Linked DNA regions of Ovis aries: region 2 is linked to region 1. The links are chromatin contacts, called in public Hi-C maps. All regions are on one chromosome and are shown on one strand. The core of a region is the stretch at or near the end of the contact, and the rest is flanking DNA. Distances in the headings are between cores, read along the strand shown.

Region 1 (4,561 bases), core at 438-2,937:
GAACTCAAAGCGCTCAGCATCACACAAGCTCTGTCCCAAGCGTTTGCTGTCTCTGCAGCGGTCGTGACAGTATTGTAAATGGTTTGGTTAGCCCGAGTCCCCAGAGGTTTGTTCTGTGGAGACAAGTCCATTATGTCAACGCCTTTGAAATCAGCTGGAGGCAGTCCTCCGACGGGCGGCTTTCAGAGCCTCCTGAGCAGGTGGAGAAAGAAGAGCAGTGACCTGGGGCGCTTTGCAGCTCGAGCCGGGCTCCTTGTGCCGCCCAGGTTCTCCGGCAAGCCTGGGGTTTAAGGCCTCCAAGGAGAACTGCTTCATACAAAGGCAGAGGAGATGGCTGTTTCCACACTTTTGTGATTTTCAGGGAAAAGGAAGGCTCCCTACAGCGAATCCTCTAGATCCAGATGGTCTGATATGAAAGCATCCGAAGAGGCAACATTAAAGAATTATTCTTTTGAGGTCTTTCTTCTCTCTAGAGTCCTCTTTTCAAAGGAAGATGCCCACAAGCAGGAAAGCACCAGGGTGACCATCTCCCTGCAGGACAGTGAAGCATCAGCATCCGGGGCTGGGGAGGAAAGAGAACGCACGACAAAGGAGAGAGGCGGCCATCTCGGTGTTCTTCCCGGGCGCGCGCCGGGAGTATCTTTGGTTCGATGTTGGTTTCATGATCTTGGTGGGTTTTCTTGCTGCTCTCTGCTCCTTTTTGGACCCAGAAGGGGAAAGAGGGATGACAGATGAAGGGGTGTGGGTGGAGGGTGGCGGTTAAGGGAGGCGTTGGGCTTCCCTGGTGGCTCAGAGATAAAGAGCCCCCTGCCAGTGCAGGAGACGTGGGTTCAATCCCTGGGTCCGGAAGATCCCCTGGAGAAGGAAATGGCAGCCCACGCCGGTATTCTCGCCTGGAAAATCCCATGGACAGAGGAGTCTGGCAGGCTACAGTCCTTGAAGTCTCAAGAGTCGGCATGACTGAGAGACCAAACCACCAACACACGTGTGTGCACAAATGCCACAGACACACCCCATATGCAGACTCCTGCCCTCCCCCTCCCCCCGCAGTGTTTAAAGAGAATAACAGTGCCCCCTGGTGGCTATTTACAAACAAGATACCTCTAAACCTCCACTGAAGAACGCACAAGTTAGGCTGCTCTGTAGTAATTTACAAGGGGGCAGTCGAAAGTGCCCCATGGCCCTCTTGTCCTTTTCTTGGAAAATGAACTGAGCCCTAAACATCCTTCTGAGAAGAGTTTTGTAGCATTCCCAGGGGTCATCAGGGTGAGTGGAAAATACCTAGAAAACAGCTCCCAAACAATGCCATATCCTTGGTATCTTGAGTCCCTGGCTTTGTGCTTACTTGGGAAAGAAGCAGCAGGCTTAAGGAACAGGGATCTGTGAAGAAAGTCTTGATTTCAGGAATTGATTCCAGCCACTGTGTATTTTATCTGTAAGCTGTAGCAAGAGCAGAGAACCCTGTACTGTCAATATCATCAGTTTCTGCTTCTCTGACTTAAGCTTGATCTCTCTAGTAATGGTTTGTCTCTCCTTGATACAATTAAAAGAAATGTCATCTGTTTGCCTCTCCAAATTCCTATCCTGTAGAGGCACTGTGCCTGCGAGCTGATGACATCAGGGTGAATGCAGACATACCTGTGGGGCTTTGTTTTGCTCTTAGGAACTCAGACAGCCCAGGTCACAAGTGATCTTTGTCTTATCTTTATCTTGTCCAAAATCAATGAGATTGTGCATACTCTGAGCTTAACTCACTGCCTGTACCTCCTAATTGTTCTGTAACAGCAGCTCTGAATGTATCTGATATGTCTGGAACTCCGTGTATGTATCGGAACTAAAAGTTATTTCTAAGGAGTAACGTGAATTTTTAAATGCTTTGGGATTTTAAAAGGACTCATTAAAAGGCATCGGGATTTCCAACTGTGAGATTTTTTATTTATGTAGGAGTTCAAAGAGTGCTTTTTAAATGCTAGCTTGTGAATCTTCACAAAATCCCTTGGAAGTGACTGGCCAAAAAAGGGAAGATGGATGAACCGTTCATCTGAGTAATATGGCAGTAAAGTCAGGACAGGGCAGGGAACAAGCCGTTCTTAACCCGCCGACCCCGAGTCTGGAGCCCCCGAGTCTGGAGCCGTAAAACTCCCCTGTAAACAACCTGGATTGGCACTGTAAGTTCTAGGTAAGGGAGACTCTTTATTTGCCCCAAGGTGGGGAAGGAATAAAGCTCTGAAAAATAATTGTAGATGGGCCAGGAGCAGGATAATAGGGAGGAGAAGGGAGGAGGGTTCTTGTTTGTGCCTTCTCCTGCCCAGCATTTGACTACAGGTGAAATCAGCTGAGAGTGGGAATCGAGAGACACAGAGACGAGCGACGTAAGGGGCACCGGGGGAGCTTGCAGGAGGGTTTGGGGGAGCGTCTGTGTCCTGCCTTTTCAGCTTCTGTTGGCTGCTTAGGTTCCTTGGCTTGTTGCCACTTCCTCCACTTTCAAGGAGCGCTCTTCCAGTCTCTGCTTCCGTCATCACGTGGCCTTTTCCTTTCTCCTCTAGCTCTCCAGATTTCTCTTGAGAAATTTATGTGCAGGTCAGGAAGCAACAGTTAGAACTGGACAATGGAGCAACAGACTGGTTCCAAACAGGAAAAGGAGTGCGTCAAGGCTGTATACTGTCACCCTGCTTATTCAACTTCTATGCAGAATACATCATGAGAAACACTGGACTGGCAGAAACACAAGCTGGAATCAAGATTGCCAGGAGAAATATCAATAACCTCAGATATGCAGATGACACCACCCTTATGGCAGAAAGTGAAGAGGAACTAAAGAGCCTCTTGATGAAAGTGAAAGAGGAGAGTGAAAAAGTTGGCTTAAAGCTCAACAGTCAGAAAACGAAGATCATGGCATCTGGTCCCATCACTTCATGGGAAATAGATGGAGAAACAGTGGAAACAGTGTCAGACTTTATTTTTGGGGGCTCCAAAATCACTGCGGATGGTGACTGCAGCCATGAAATCAAAAGACGCTTACTCCTTGGAAGGAAAGTTATGACCAACCTAGACAGCATATTGAAAGGCAGAGACATTACTTTGCCAACAAAGGTCCGTCTGGTCAAAGATATGGTTTTTCCAGTAGTCATGTATGGATATGAGAGTTGGACTATAAAGAAAGCTGAGCACTGAAGAATGGATGCTTTTGAACTGTAGTGTTGGAGAAGACTCTTGAGAGTCCCTTGAACTGCAAGGACATCCAACCAGTCCATCCTAAATGAAACCAGTCCTGAATGTTCAATGGAAGGACTGATGCTGAAGCTGAAGTTCCAATACTTTGGCCACCTGATGCAAAGAACTGACTCATTTGAAAAGACCCTGATGCTGGGAGGGATTGAAGGCAGGAAGACAAGGGGATGACAGAGGATGAAATGGTTGGATGGCATCACCAACTCTGTGGACGTGAGTCTGAGTAAACTCCAGGAATTGGTGATGGACAGGGAGGCCTGGCGTGCTGCAGTCCATGGGGTCGCAAAGAGCTGAACATGACTGAGCGACTGAACTGAACTAGCTCTCCCCACATTCCTGCTATAAGGATCCTGGTGATGGTGTCAGCTCACTGGGGTAATGCAGAATCATCTCTCCATCTCAAGGTGGTTAACCGCGTTTGCAAAATCCCTCTGCCATGTGAAGCAGCATTCCCAGGTCCTGGGGACTTGGACACCTCTGGGAGCCATTGTTCTGCCTCTCACACTGAGAAATCAGGGCAGCGAGACTCAGTGACATTGCAAAGAGAAACCTCTATCATATGGAAATCTTTCTATCACATCAGTTTCTCTAAGTCCAAGGACTGTGGACCATTTCACGTACGAGTTGCCCTTGTGGTTCTGAAATATGAAGATGGGACCTATGCTTCTCCACGTGCTCCCCACCTTGGGGGCAAGGGAGGTCACAGCTGGGGCTCTCCTGAGCTAGGGGTGGTGAGACCCTAAAGTTGTACACACGTCTTCCTCCAGAAAGCAGGGTGAGCCTTTGAAGTCCAGCCTTCCACGGAGTCTTAACCACTGGACTGCCAGGGACGTCGCAAGATAAATATTCAAAGCATCAGAGGCAGACCGGGCCCCCTGGGAGAGAGCAGGCGGGGCTTTTATTGTTCCAATTATTTTTTTAGTACCCAATATCTGCTGAAACACTTCTCTCAAAGTACATTCAAATATCACCTACTTGTACCTACACATGAAAGCAGGCCTCGATTACAAAAGATAATTAACAGGTAACAAAGGGAAAATGGAAACTGTGTTCACAAATGCCTCGGCTACAAACCAGTCGCCTCCTGGGCACTGAAGGCTGTAGGTTTTGGTCTGTGAGTGTAGCTGGGTGATGAGGGAATAAACAGACGTAGGTCGTCACCAGTTGGAGTGGCGGACAGGTCCTTCCACGCCGCCGGTACCTGTGCCAGTGAAGTGGGTGGAGGTTGAGGGGGAAGGTCAGATAGACAGAGAGGTTAATTAAACTCATCGTTGGCTCAGCTGCCTGGCGCAGGTGAATACTTTCAAACCTTTTTTTCCTACCACCTACC
Region 2 (4,944 bases), core at 209-2,708, 260 kb before region 1:
AGTAGGGCTTCGTGTAGTACTCCAGGAAGTACCGTCTGGCTGCCTCTTCCCTGAAAAACACGAGGACGTGAGGCCAAAGGCTGCATCTCATCTGGACATCTCTCAGACGTACACTGGGGCAATCAGCAAAGCCAGACGCTGGGAGTACAGGAGTTCACGTCTTCGGTGATGGTCTGCAGACAGCACCCTCACGATCCTGCCTTGGGCCACGCTGGTTTCTCAAATTCCAAACTCCCTTGGGGCCCTCCAACCTGGGACCCAAGGAAATGTGATGACTGCCTTCTTTTAAAATAGCTGTTTCCAGTGGCTGGCATGTCAGGATAGCTCTAAAAACATGGTTCCCAGAAGTAGACCCCTTCTTAAAGACGTGAACCTCTTCGTGGAAGCTCTCACAAAATTGGGTGGCTTGGGCCCCAGCCCTGGAGACTCACATTCAGTTGGCCCAGGGTGGTGCTTGCTGGAAGCATCGGTGAGATGTCAATCCCCACCCCCATCCCACCGCCCCCAACCCACAGGTGACTCTCATTTGCGTCTGGGGTTGAGAACCACAGGCAAAGCAGGAGCCAGCCTCCTTCTCGGCCACCCGGCTGTGCGCACAGAAGCTGATGACGTGATGGGAAGGGCATGGCACCTCTCCGGTCTAAAAGCCTGGGGTGTGCTCACTCAGCCACTCATCTGTTCCACTCACAGTGCATTCTGGGCACTTTTTCTTTTCTTTTTGGCCATCCTGTGCGGTATGTGGGATCTGAGTTCCCCGACCAGGGATCAAACCCTTGCCCCCTGCAGTGGAAGCATGGAGTCCCACCCACTGGACTGCCAGGGAAGTCAGTCCCTTGAGCACTTCTGCGCCTCGCATGGCTCTGGGCTAGTTCACCCTGGGAGGTCCGTGAAGGCTGCTCTGAGACATGTACAGACGCCTGTAGGGAGTGGAGGAGCTCGCCTAGCCCAGATCTGGATTCCAGAGGAACAGCGTTCTCGTGTGAGGGAGCAGCAAGTTCGAGGGCCCTGAGGAGGGAGCCTGTTGGTTGTGTGGAGGGAAGGAGGCTGCTGAGACTGGTCCAGAGTCAGCGGGTGGGGGAGAGACAGACGAGGCCAGACAGGGATTCTGCCCTGAGAACAATGGGAGGATTGAGCAGATGACTGACAGCATCCGGTTTCCACCTGCATCAGCCTGACTGCTGCACGGAGAACAGATGAGCGGGAAATCTCACCGGTTTTTCCTGCAGAAGACTCAGGTGGTACTGAGAAAGAACTGCTACACATACCCTGTTGGAAAGGCAAACTAGCGCAGTGGTAAGGTCCTAGGTTCAGCTCACACCTGTGCCACTCACTAGGCATGTGACCTTGAAGGGGCAACCCCAACTTCGTTAAATTTCTGTTTCTCCATCCCTCAATAGAGCTTCCAAGCTGCAGTTCGCCACTGGAGGAGAAACGCCATACAGCCACGTGGGGGCACCCCTTTCCTCCCAGAAGCGTTTCAGTGGGCAAGAGTGAGCTCCCTGTGTTCAGAGCAGATCCCCAGCGCCAGCTGAAAAGAGTCAGAGGTTTGGAAACAAACACACAACGAACTTTCCCATCCAGGCCGAACAGTTCCCGCCCACATTTCCGCAGGAGCCTACGTGCACAGGGCTAAGAGCCTGGCATCCACTCAGCAGCCCTGCCTGGGAGGTCCTGGCCATCCTGAGGGGAGGTGAGGGACAGAGCTGGCGGGCTGGGAAGCGCGGCAGTTACCTGGCTTCTGACGGAGCTGCCACCGGAAGGTTGTGAGCCAGTGTGAGCAGAGCAGAGGCGGTGCAAGATGCCAGGAGCAGCGTGGCCCCGAGCAGGACGAGGGCACGCTGACTTCTGCAAAGAAGAGAGCACGTTCACTTTCCTTCTCACTCTGGGGCTACCGAAGGCTGGCAGACTTGGCAACCAGAGGTGCTTCCTGCCAGCCTGCCTTCGAGAGAGGCTGGCCTGGGGCCAAGTGTGTCCAGAGCTGGGCTGGAGTTAAAAAGCTTGAGTTACACTTCAGTGTCGAGCACTTATTAGCAGCCCAGTCCTGGGCAGTGAAATCCTTGCCTTAGAATAGCTTCATCTTCTGCTGAAATTTACCGTGATGAGACCGTGCTTGGGAAAGTCCCTTGCCACCCAGGAAGCACTAGAGGGACTGAAGTGGAGGGACGCCCTGGGGTCCACTGGCTAAGACTCCGTACTTCCACTGCAGTGGGCACGGGTTCCATCCCTGGTAGGGGAACTAAGATCCCACATGCCGCTAAGTGCGACAAAAAGAAAAATAAAAAGTAATAATAATAAAAAAAAATTAAGAAGTGGTGATTGATTCAGGAGAGAGATGATTGGCAGGCACAAGTGAGACACAGCAGAGGGGGACAGAGTAACAGGGGGACCCGGGGATCCTTCCCCCAATCCAAACGCAAATCTGACCAGTGTCAGGGTTCAGGTGGTTCATGTGGAGGTAAGAATGAGGGCAGGGGTGGGGAACAAGGAAGGCCAATGCAAGGCCCTATCACGGTGGTCAATGCTCAGTTCTTCCAGAATGTTCTGTGGAGCCTTCTGAAATGCACCTCAAAACTGTCCTAAGGGGGTGAAAGAAAGAAGCATTTTCCTACCATCTTCTAGCCCCTTGGGTCAAAGGTGGCCCCACAAAATTAATTCCTCCAAAATTTGGGACTCTGTACACAGGCTGAGAGGGTTCGGTTCTGAGGCAGGAAATGAGGTGTAGGGACAGAGGCTCAGGGTGAGACAGTATCTGGTTATATCTACTGGGAATCAGGAGGGTTAGGACCAGGAGGGTCTGCAGTGGAAGAAATGCCCAACACGGATGCCAGACCAACCAGGTACAACCCTGCCTTTGGCGATCCTAGTCCAGTGCTGAAGTTGCCATGGTTCCTCGTGAGGAGGAGATGAGATGCCATTCGCTTCACACCACAGTGACTTAGGGAGTGAATCAGCATCTAGAGCGCCAATTCTAGTTCAGTTTGTGCTCAGGAGCAGAAGAGGCGTCTTAGCTCAGTGGTGCAGTAATTGACTAGTAATGCCTGCCATGGATGAGTGTGAGCAGGGCGGGTACGGTAACCATGTTCTATATTTACCATGTCTTCTTTTTTTTGCTGAACCATGGCTCAGTGGTAAAGAACCCATCTGCCAATGCAGGAGATGTGAGCTCAATCTCTGAGTAGGGAAGATCCCCTGGAGAAGGAAATGGCAACCCACACCAGTATCCTTGCCTGGGAAATCCCATGGACAGAGGAGCCTGGTGGGGCTACAGTCTATGGGGTCGCCAAAGGACACAACTTAGCGACTGAACAACTACCACCGCCACCCCCAGGAAGCATGCAGGATCTTAGTTCCCTGACCGGGGATCGAACCCACACTTCCCGCAATGAACGAGCAGGTTCTTAACCACCGGCCACCAGGAAGTCCCAATTCATCACGCCTTTTGCAGACCCTCCAGTTCCATCCTCCCTGAATTACTAGAATTCTACACGAATGTGTTCTCTGAGGGGAAAACGCCCTACCTATTATACCCCTTCCATTTAGAGGCTAAACGCAGTAGCACAGTCACAGGCTTGGGCGGCACCGGTTTCCAGGTGAGGAACTGAGACCCTCTTCCCATGACGGCCCCTCAGAAAGATGCTGACCCCAGGGCCAGGCTGTCTCGGTCACAGGGACACTCAAGCAGGTTCCCAGCAGACCTAGAGTGCAGAGGTACTGAGAACTCATTGTCCTTGGTGGGTGGGTGGCTGGCAAACCATCTGGTCAGGCCATCCAATAAAAACCCCCGTGCACTTGAGTAAATATTGTCTCACTCCCTGGGGAACTGGAGCCCAAGCCGTGCCACCTCTACTCGGGAGTCAGACACATCTCCGCTGGCCATCACAGCTGCAAAAACTACTAAAAGCTTCCTAGGACAGACTGCTATGGGCTGGATCGTGTCCCCCAGCCCTGCAAATTCTAACCTCCACGACCTCAGAGTGTGGCTCCGTTTGGAGATGGAGTCATTAGAGAGATAATTAAGGTGAAATGAGGTCAGTCATTGGGGCGCATCTTAATCCAGTGGGACTTGTGTCTTTATAAGAAGAGATTAGCACACAGAGAGCCCACAGGGAAGACCACGTGAGGAGGCACGGCCGACTACAAGCCAAGGAGAGAGGCCTTGGAAGAAACCAGCGCTTCCTTCACTAAACACCCTAAATGCCAGCAGTCAGCGCATCCAGCTGCCAGGGCGCCTCCGAGGGAGCCCGTAGAGGCTTGCCTGTCCTCCTTGGCCAAGGCTCCAGGGTTGGCCGAGCCGCACACCTGCCCTCCAGGTGCCTGCAGCAGCCACAGCCCATCACAGAGGGCATGTGCTGGTTCCCATGGGTACGATCTCGCTGTCTCTTCCAACCCTGGGGTGAAGTGCGTCATCTCCATCTCACAGATGTGAAAAATGACGAGAGTCCAGCGACTTACACTGAGTCCCCCAGCTTTGAACCCACATCTTCTGACTCAAACTCTATACCAGCAATCCACCTCTCTGCCTAGCGGAAGGGTGGGACATATTTTTAAAAGTAGTCAGCCAAAATCTCTTACATTTGCAATTAGAAAACTTAATGCGCTTCAGATGTGCATGTAAAAAATTAGATCTGCCTTTGAAAAAATTGTTCAATTCTTAAATTAAAACCACTATGCATTTTCCTTGCCTAAGATGCTTGAGTGTTTGCATTAGCACTGGAGTGGGCAACATCACAGGTCAGCCTGTGACTTAAATGTCCCCTTGCAAAGAGCATTAACAGGTAACTACAAAACAGAGCTAGTCAACACATATTTGGAACTCAGCTCCATGCCCAGTAATCAAAGACTTACAAATTAGATGTGAAAAATGAATGTTTTCTTATATATCTTCAAGTAATAATTTTTAAAAAGCAGATATAGATCTTGTTAAGAGTCCATATTGGCAATGGT

Evidence for each region. Hi-C and Micro-C count contacts between places; a contact is called where the count stands out from the background.
Region 2: a Hi-C map of hypothalamus shows a contact between it and region 1, with 5 times the contacts expected there. The contact joins two enhancer-like sites. A contact is called at or near these places in 15 of 16 Hi-C or Micro-C datasets (blood, hypothalamus, liver and 7 more).

The regions. Positions count from the first base shown.
Region 1 is chr23:58,179,342-58,183,902 of ARS-UI_Ramb_v3.0, reverse strand. No RefSeq gene overlaps it. Among named protein-coding and RNA genes, the nearest start is that of ZNF532, 65 kb to the left of the region's middle. Within about 2 kb of position 1,687, at least 13 of the 54 cell types and tissues checked have an H3K27ac peak or open chromatin away from gene starts, as enhancers often do. A contact at or near this core is called in hypothalamus, where this site is marked.
Region 2 is chr23:58,436,620-58,441,563 of ARS-UI_Ramb_v3.0, reverse strand. LOC101116529 (O-acyltransferase like protein-like) reads right to left here. Exons shown (of 15, transcript XM_042239132.2): 11 at 1,732-1,845; 12 at 1-50. Among named protein-coding and RNA genes, the nearest start is that of SEC11C, 48 kb to the left of the region's middle. Within about 2 kb of position 1,458, at least 29 of the 54 cell types and tissues checked have an H3K27ac peak or open chromatin away from gene starts, as enhancers often do. A contact at or near this core is called in hypothalamus, where this site is marked.